Regions from separate parts of the Cyprinus carpio genome. Here region 1 is linked to region 2. Evidence: chromatin contacts called from public Hi-C data. All regions are on one chromosome and are shown on one strand. The core of a region is the stretch at or near the end of the contact, and the rest is flanking DNA. Distances in the headings are between cores, read along the strand shown. Region 1 holds the start of LOC109102617 (integrin beta-1-binding protein 1-like). Region 2 holds the start of LOC109107066 (kinase D-interacting substrate of 220 kDa B-like).

Evidence for each region. A called contact is a pair of places that touch in the nucleus more often than the background predicts.
Region 1: a Hi-C map of liver shows a contact between it and region 2, with 3 times the contacts expected there. The contact joins the promoter of LOC109102617 here to the promoter of LOC109107066 in region 2. A contact is called at or near these places in 3 of 8 Hi-C or Micro-C datasets (liver and skeletal muscle).

The regions. Positions count from the first base shown.
Region 1 is chrB17:18,039,355-18,042,993 of ASM1834038v1, reverse strand. LOC109102617 (integrin beta-1-binding protein 1-like) reads left to right here and starts at 2,301. Exons shown (of 7, transcript XM_019116011.2): 1 at 2,301-2,455. LOC109102621 (a long non-coding RNA gene) reads right to left here and starts at 52. Exons shown (of 4, transcript XR_002019928.2): 1 at 1-52.
Region 2 is chrB17:17,909,327-17,913,522 of ASM1834038v1, reverse strand. LOC109107066 (kinase D-interacting substrate of 220 kDa B-like) reads left to right here and starts at 2,852. Exons shown (of 31, transcript XM_042742612.1): 1 at 2,852-2,940. It overlaps LOC109106849 (lysophospholipid acyltransferase 2-like), which reads left to right. Exons shown (of 13, transcript XM_042742613.1): 13 at 1-2,589.

The DNA.
Region 1 (3,639 bases), core at 1,052-3,551, 130 kb before region 2:
AATCGTTCACTTCCACGCACTGAATGCTTTCCTGTCTTCAAAGACTACTACAGCGCGCGCCGATAGCTGGCTTGAGAAAGCGACCACTTACAATTAATGAAATAAATAAACCGTGTAGAGTGTGCATTTTTTTTATTTTTATTAAGGTGTCCGTCTATTCTAAACATAGCCATTTACTATCTATTAAATAAATAAATAATCATAAAGTGTGTTATTCGGTCCATTCTATATATGGCAATTTACTATTATAAATAAACAAATAATTGTTTATTAACTAAGGGGCCGAGGTCCACTAGGGAACCTCAGCAAACCTCCAATGACTTAAAGTGAATAAAAAGAAGACAAAACAAGCATTAAAATGATGACAAAACAACTAAAAATCAAGATATTTCTTATTTTACCCATCAAAAAGTCTTCAAAAACCTCAATATAAAAGGAAGCCTAATTTTAAGACTGTGATTTCTAGACCTGGAAATGTAATGTAAATGAATAAAATTTTCTTAATAATAATAATAATAATAATAACAAACATGTTTCTAGTTATTCCAAGCTAGTTTTGCTAATGGCAATAACAAATAAATGTAAGCTTTATACACGTGATACTATTTATTTATTTATTAAATTGGAAGAGGATCTGTTTAGAATGGACTCCATTCTAAGCTACTTGATATTTAATAAATGAGTAAATAAATACATATAGGCTAGAATAGATTATGTAGAGCTTACAGTTAGTAAGCTAATATCAGTTCTAAACATACCCATGTCTGCTATTTTGAAATATTAGGTAATATACTATGCAGTATTTTATGGAAGCCTGTTTCCGCCCCTGAATAAAAAATAAAACGAGGTAATTGCAACTTTTTATCTCACAATTATGACTTTTTTTCTTAGAATTGCAAGTTTTAAATTTTAAATTAAATTTTTTATTTAGTGGCGGAAGCGGGCTTCCGTTGTATTTAGTAGTAGGCTAGTAATAAATTCAAATTGTTAAAGGGTTAGTTCACCCAAAAATGAAAATTCTGTCATTAATTACTTACCCTCATGTCGTTCCAAACCTGTAAGACCTTCCGGTGGCTCAATTTAAATTTAGCGAAGCTATGAGAATATATGAGATTTTTGTGCACAAAGAAAACAAAAATAATGACTTTATTCAACAATTCTTCTCCCCGAGTTACTGTCTTCCGCCATTTTGGAGAGTACCACGAAGTATGCGCGCGATTTCCAATGAAAACATTCAGGTGTGCTCATATGTCGTGGTGCTCTCCAAAATGCCCGAAAACGGTACCTCAGGGAGAAGAATTGTAAAAAAAAAAAAAAAAAATTGTTTTCTTTTAATAAAAAGTATTCTCATAGCTTTGCAAAACTGAAGTTGAGCCACTGATGTCACATGGACAGTTTTACCGATGTCCTTACTACCTTTCTGGGTCTGGAACATTTCAGTTGCGTTGCTGTCTATAGACAGTTTCAACGGCAACAACATAAACAAACGTTACTGCGCATGCGTGCTTTTGTGGCCCTAACTTAACTTCCGGTAGACTTCCAGACAGAATCAGTAACAACAGCTAAGTAGTCCCTCTAGAGTAGATTATTTTTGATAACAAGCAAAATATGTTTGCTGGTAAATCAGACTTACTGAAAATGCAAATTAACTCTCTGCCAGCAGGAGGTGCTTTAAAGCGGGAGAAACAGAGGTTTCTATAGTAACTGCTGTACACAAAGCAGCGCTGAGCTCACAAACGCTGCTTTATCAGGCATATAACATGTAAGATGAAATAAAAATGACATCAAAAATTTAATAGACTAATTAAAGATAGTCTTCCTTAATAAACACAGTGATATAAAAACAACTGCGCGTCGTTTTGATTTTTAAATGTGCAGTACGTGCTCATGTTTATTCAACCAAGCCTTTTGGAAAATCGGTCAGTTTTGATATTGTGAGTGCCGCAAATAAATAAATGTATGGGAAACACATCCCACAGCACAACCACCTGAGCCCAACTTCAGTCTACTCATCACCTTAACTTTAACTGCGTTTGTAGACGGCGCCATAGCCAGACTGATGAACAAACACAGACCGGAAATTAACTTCGGGCCAGGCGCATGCGCCCGATAAAACCGTCTATGCAGTGTCAGAGAGCTTTCCAATTTCATCAAAAATATCTTAATTTTTGTTCCGAAGATTAACGCAGGTCTTACGGGTTTGGAAGGACATGAGGGTGAGTAATTAATGACAGAATTTTTATTCCGGGGTGAACTGTCCCTTTAATCCAATGTAAACACAGCCATTTATTATCGTGCGTCCCCTTTAAGAAGTGCTGGGTGGAGCCGAACAGGAAGTGAAGCGTCAACGCAAGTCTCGCCAAAACAGAGAGAGCCGCCGACCGCTGCTTTGATGAACCTACCTATTAATAATCATTACAGCCGTACACTGCTGCATAGTGAGCTCAAAATAGAGGTATGCCAAGTGTGCTTGTTTACCAAGTTCAAATGATCCATATTTAATTGTAGAGATGCCAATAAACGACCAAATAAGAGCCCTTTGCGCTCGCATTAGTCAAGTTGGACGTGGGGTGCTGCTGAGTGTTTATCCTAGCAACGGGTTTCCGTTACTTTCCGCGGGGTTTTCCTTAACAAAGGGCTCGCGGTGAGCGACCTCGCGCCTGGAAGAAGTCATAAAGCGCGAGCTGAGCGACTCTCAGAAAGCTACGCAAAGTTTCGTACCATTGTTTTTTGGGGCGTGGGCTCGTGGAGTGCCCTGAACCCCCGAATACGTCCATGCTGTTTCTCATACTCTAAATACAGTGTTTTTCTTAACGTAATGTCTATTATATCTGAACAGAAATACTACATAAGGAACCTTGTTAGTTTATTTATGACGCTGAGACAGCTCTCAGTTTTCACTCATGGGCACACATTGTTTTTTGGTTAATAGTTAGTGTTGAGAATTGAGAGTTGAGAACTGTTAAGAATAAAAAAAAAAAAACTGATTTAATGAATGATGATGTATTACGATATTATTTTATAATAGAATAATTTTAGCCAGACTATATATATATGTGTGTATATATATATATATATATATATATATATATATATATATATATATATATATATATATATGTATGTATGTATTTATGTATATGTGTGTGTGTGTGTAAGCAATTATCTGATTGTAAATGAATTTGCTTTTATTATGTTTGTAGAATATTTTATTTATTTATTTTACAATATCTCAAAGTCTGATTCCTAAAAAATAAAAAAAAAACCTAAGAATTGTGAGATATTTATCCAAACTTGCATTCCTGTGGCGGAGAAGTTTTCTGAAGTTTGTTGAGGAGTGTTTTTTTTTTTTTTTCACGATTCAGAGTTTACCCTTCATCTCTTAAATCTGTGTTGAAAATTTAGAAATTTTGTCCTTTTTTCTTAGAATTCTGTGTTGACATCTCACAATTCCCACGTATTAAAAATTGCCACAGGATAAAAAAAAAAAGATAATTGTAACTTTTTATTTCACACTTCATACTTTTCTTCATTGAATTGAGATTTTATATTTTGCAATTCTGAGTTTATAATGTATCATACAATTCAGATTTTATAGCTCACGGTTCAGACTTGTTTTTTTTTTTTTTTTTTTTTTCA
Region 2 (4,196 bases), core at 1,603-4,102:
TCTCATCACATCAACAATAGTCCGAATTTTGTAGTGGTTCAGTATGTAAGTACACTACCGGCCAAAAGTTGGGACAAATCAGATTTGTTCCTCTTGATCTTAAAAACCTGTTGATCTAAAGGCGTATGCTTGAAATGAGTAAATATGAATACAAATTGTGCCAACATAGTAATTCCTTAAAACGAAAATATGTAGTTTTAATAGCGTTTTTTATTTATTTATCTTTTTTGTCCATCTTATCCGTTGTTTCGTTTCTTTATCCATCTTTTTTTGCTTTGTTTTGTTTTTTGTTTTATTTTGTTATGTTTTGTTGTGTTGTTTTAGTTTTTTTGTTTTTTTTGTTCTGTTTTGTTTTGTGGTTTGTTTTTGTTTTGTTTTGTTTTGTGATTTGTTTTTGTTTTGTTTTGTGATTTGTTTTTGTTTTGTTTTGTTTTGTTTGCCTTATAGTGTTGGAAAAGCAGCCAACACCAGTGCTCAGCATGCTTGGGAACTACATAATTCCTATATTTCCATTTGTTATTTTATAGTTTTGACGACTGTGTTATTCTAAAATGTGGAAAACTGTAGTAATAATAATAGTCTTAACTTTTTACTGGTGGTGTACTGTACATGCAGTCATCAGATACATGCAGTTTAAACTTTTATTTAATGCCCCCCCTCCATGAATACATCAATACTCTTGGGCCCTAAAGAAACCTGCAAGTTGTGTGATTTCATTTAAGAATTTTACTTCAACTGTGATCTTCTAAAAGGCCTTCGAGAGCCTTGCTCATTTGTTTCAAGTGTCTGGAAAATCAGACCTCATCATATTCCGCAGAATCTAATTTTTGATATGTGTAATTATGTTGACGCATTTATTTTCATCCAAACATTTTATCCCTTGTTCAAAGCGACTCTATATGTTAGTTTTTGTTTTGTTTGGTTTTCATTTGGTAATGAAGGGCTGAAGGGACTAAAGCATTTACCAAAGTGAGTCTCACTGGATTTTTGTGAACTAAGCAAGTTCAGTAACAAGAAAAACATATTCTTGGGCGTGAAGTTGACCAGCCTCCATTTGGAGAAAACGCTCTGAACCAGCCCCCTGTGGTTTCGTAAGCACACTTCTCTAAAGTCTTATTGTATTGAATTACCATAATGACTTACAGCCCTGTACCAACAGTTTTAGTTACTGCAAAACCAATATGAAGCTTAATAATAAGCAACTCTGCTGGAAAGATCCAGATATATACTGTATAATTTCTCTTTTTGGCCTTTTTGTCTCTTTTTTATAAAGGTTTTGCTTATTGATTTCTTTTAACTGCCCAAAGGGGATATGTCCCACAGTAACCAGTGTACTAACTAGCACCTCAATGCAAAACTTGTTTTAAATGTCCAGAGTGCCAAATCACATGAGGTGCACAAAAAGATCATGTTATTTGTACAGGTTTACAACAGGGTGAGAGGTTTGTACTTTAAAAAACAAGTCATTTATTTGGTCTGATGCTGACGTTATTTTTACCTACTGAGATTTTGGGATGAAATATTTTTCACTCCCTCCCTATTTGCACTTTTGGTAGGAATGAGTCGGGGTAGAGCTAACTTGCAAGCAATGCAAGAAAGCAATGCAAGAAACCTCAGTGCTACTCAACAGTTAGAGTTTGTGGTTAATGGATGAATTTGCCCAAAATGTTAAATTCATTGTAGCAGCGAAGGAGAATCAGGATGGTGTTCCAGTGTTATGGGGATATAGTGTAAACAGGCTTCATCCATAGAAAGACGTTAAATGTGTGTTAATTTCTGTTTACGTGTAAACATCGTCCCTTTGTTCAGATAATGTTCAGCTTAATACAGCGTAACATCTTTTTTAAGGCCCAAGTAAAAGTGGAGGCACGTTTTTTAAGGCCTTATTTATCTGTAATATTTTGATTTAGTCATCATTTATTTCAATACCATTTCCAACTACTGATTCTACAAAGAATGACCCAAAACTGTGTTGACTACTGTACGTTTTTTTATTTTTTATTATTAATAATATAGTGCATTTGTTGTCTATCAGCCACCTCAGTTCTGTTGTTTGTCATTGTCTTGTTGGTCTTTAATGGTCATCCAAAATAAGTGATTGTGACCCTTAGTGAACAAGCAAACCCCCTTAACTGGTTGCTAAAGCTTTCCAGATATTGCACAGAATCGATTAACTTTTCCATTGTAATTCCTACTGACTGGTTGTGATGTTGCATAACCTGGCAGTGTACAGCAAAACTATAATGTAATACGTTTGTGGAGAGATACAGAAATAAGTAATCCCTTATATGTTAGCTACTTCAATATATATCAGTTCACCAATATACATTATACAACACAAGGTTGTCTGTGCAAATGTACTTGGATTGAGAACTGTCCAGAGGAGAACAAACACAGCCTCTTTTTATTTTCTGTAATAATCAGAATCTGAGATGTGATACTTACCCAGCATTTGAATTATTTGACAAACCGAGTGCTCTGAAGTTGTACCAAGCCAAACCATTTTTCCTTTGAATAAAGGATTTGACATTAAAAATGAATTCCACTACCATGATGACAGTCTCAAAACAAATAAACCATATTTTCCTTCCCAGGATTCGTATGAGTGTTTTTGGTTTTCCTATGGGTAATGCAACAATGGTTTACAGCAAAGATATGACACTGAATGAATTAAAAATCCATACAATAATATGGCATTTCCGATGATAGATCGATGGATGGGTATTCAATATTTTGGTAATACATGTGTCAAATGAGAAACAGACATAAAACAGGTAACTACAGTCTGTCAAAACATGGGCGTGACCTTGTCCTGTACTGGGCGTGGTTTGCGCACTGTGGGTGTGGTCATGTGTAGTTAATTTTAATTTCATCCTCACCCCTGTTCACACAAAATGGCTGTGCTGTAACGCAAGACTGCCTCCAGACAGAAAGGTTATGGTAAGCAACAAATTTATGTGAATTATATCGGATTACTTGTTTTTATCTGGAAGGGATTTGTAAGTTATAAGAATTATGTAAACAAACTGACACGTGTTTTATTAAGACGTGAATTTATGCCAATTTGTAATTTTCACGTAAGTCAAAGTAAGTTTTTAATTCTTTTAGAAGAAGGTTAAAAGTAGCTTTGAGACACTGTTAGTGTGTTAAAAGTGAGAACAGTGGACATGGACAGTTGAGCTCCAGCTGTCAGGACACGTGCGCTTCCTTCACTCCAGTAGCAGCTTTTGTTGCGGACATGTAACTTAAGGTCTGTTTGTAAACACGTGTGCACAATGCTGCTGCCCTTTACAGCTACAATTAGCTATGGTATGATACTCTTTACACCTTTAATACGGTGGGCAAATACGTCTGAGCTGCTTCCAGAAGTTATTTTTCACGGTGCTGGTGTGAACTTGTTTACCACTGTTCCTTTGTGCAACACTATTGAAACCGATCCTCAGAGCAGTGATTCTCAAACCAGATGTAACTCAACGAAGGGAATGCAGGGGGTACTTAGAAATTTACATTTAGATGTGTTTAACCTATATATAAATATTTAATTCGAGATATCGAGAATGTCATTAATTATATATTTTTTTAAGAAAGCAAAATATTAATGTATGAATGTTTTTTTTAAGTGACTTTAATATTATTTGTACTATTGCTATATGAAATTCAGTATGTTGTGATTCAAAAGTAACAATTTCTATTTTACTGTTGATGATATTAAAGGGTTACTCCACCCCAAAATGAAAATTTTGTCATTAATCACTTACTCCCATGTCGTTCCAAACCCGTAAAAGCTTTGTTCGTCTTCGGAACACAATTCAAGATATTTTGGATGAAAACCGGGAGGCTTGAGACTGTCCCATAGACTGCCAAGTAAATAACAGTGTCAAGGTCCAGGAAAGTATGAAAAGCATCGTCAGAATACTCCATCTGCCGTCAGTGATTCAACCGTAATGTTATGAAGTGACGAGAATACTTTTTGTACACGAAGAAAACAAAAATAATGACTTTATTCAGCAATTCCCCTCCTCTGTGTCTCTCCAAATCAGCGTAGCGCCATTTTGGCAATTCTGAGCAGTACGCAGATGGCGTACGCTCTTCTGTGTCAGCCGCGCTGCGCCAGTGTGCTGTTTTCATTCAAACCAAAGCATAAATACACGTAAAAAACGTATCCTTGTGGCGCGGCTGACACAGAAGAGCGTAAG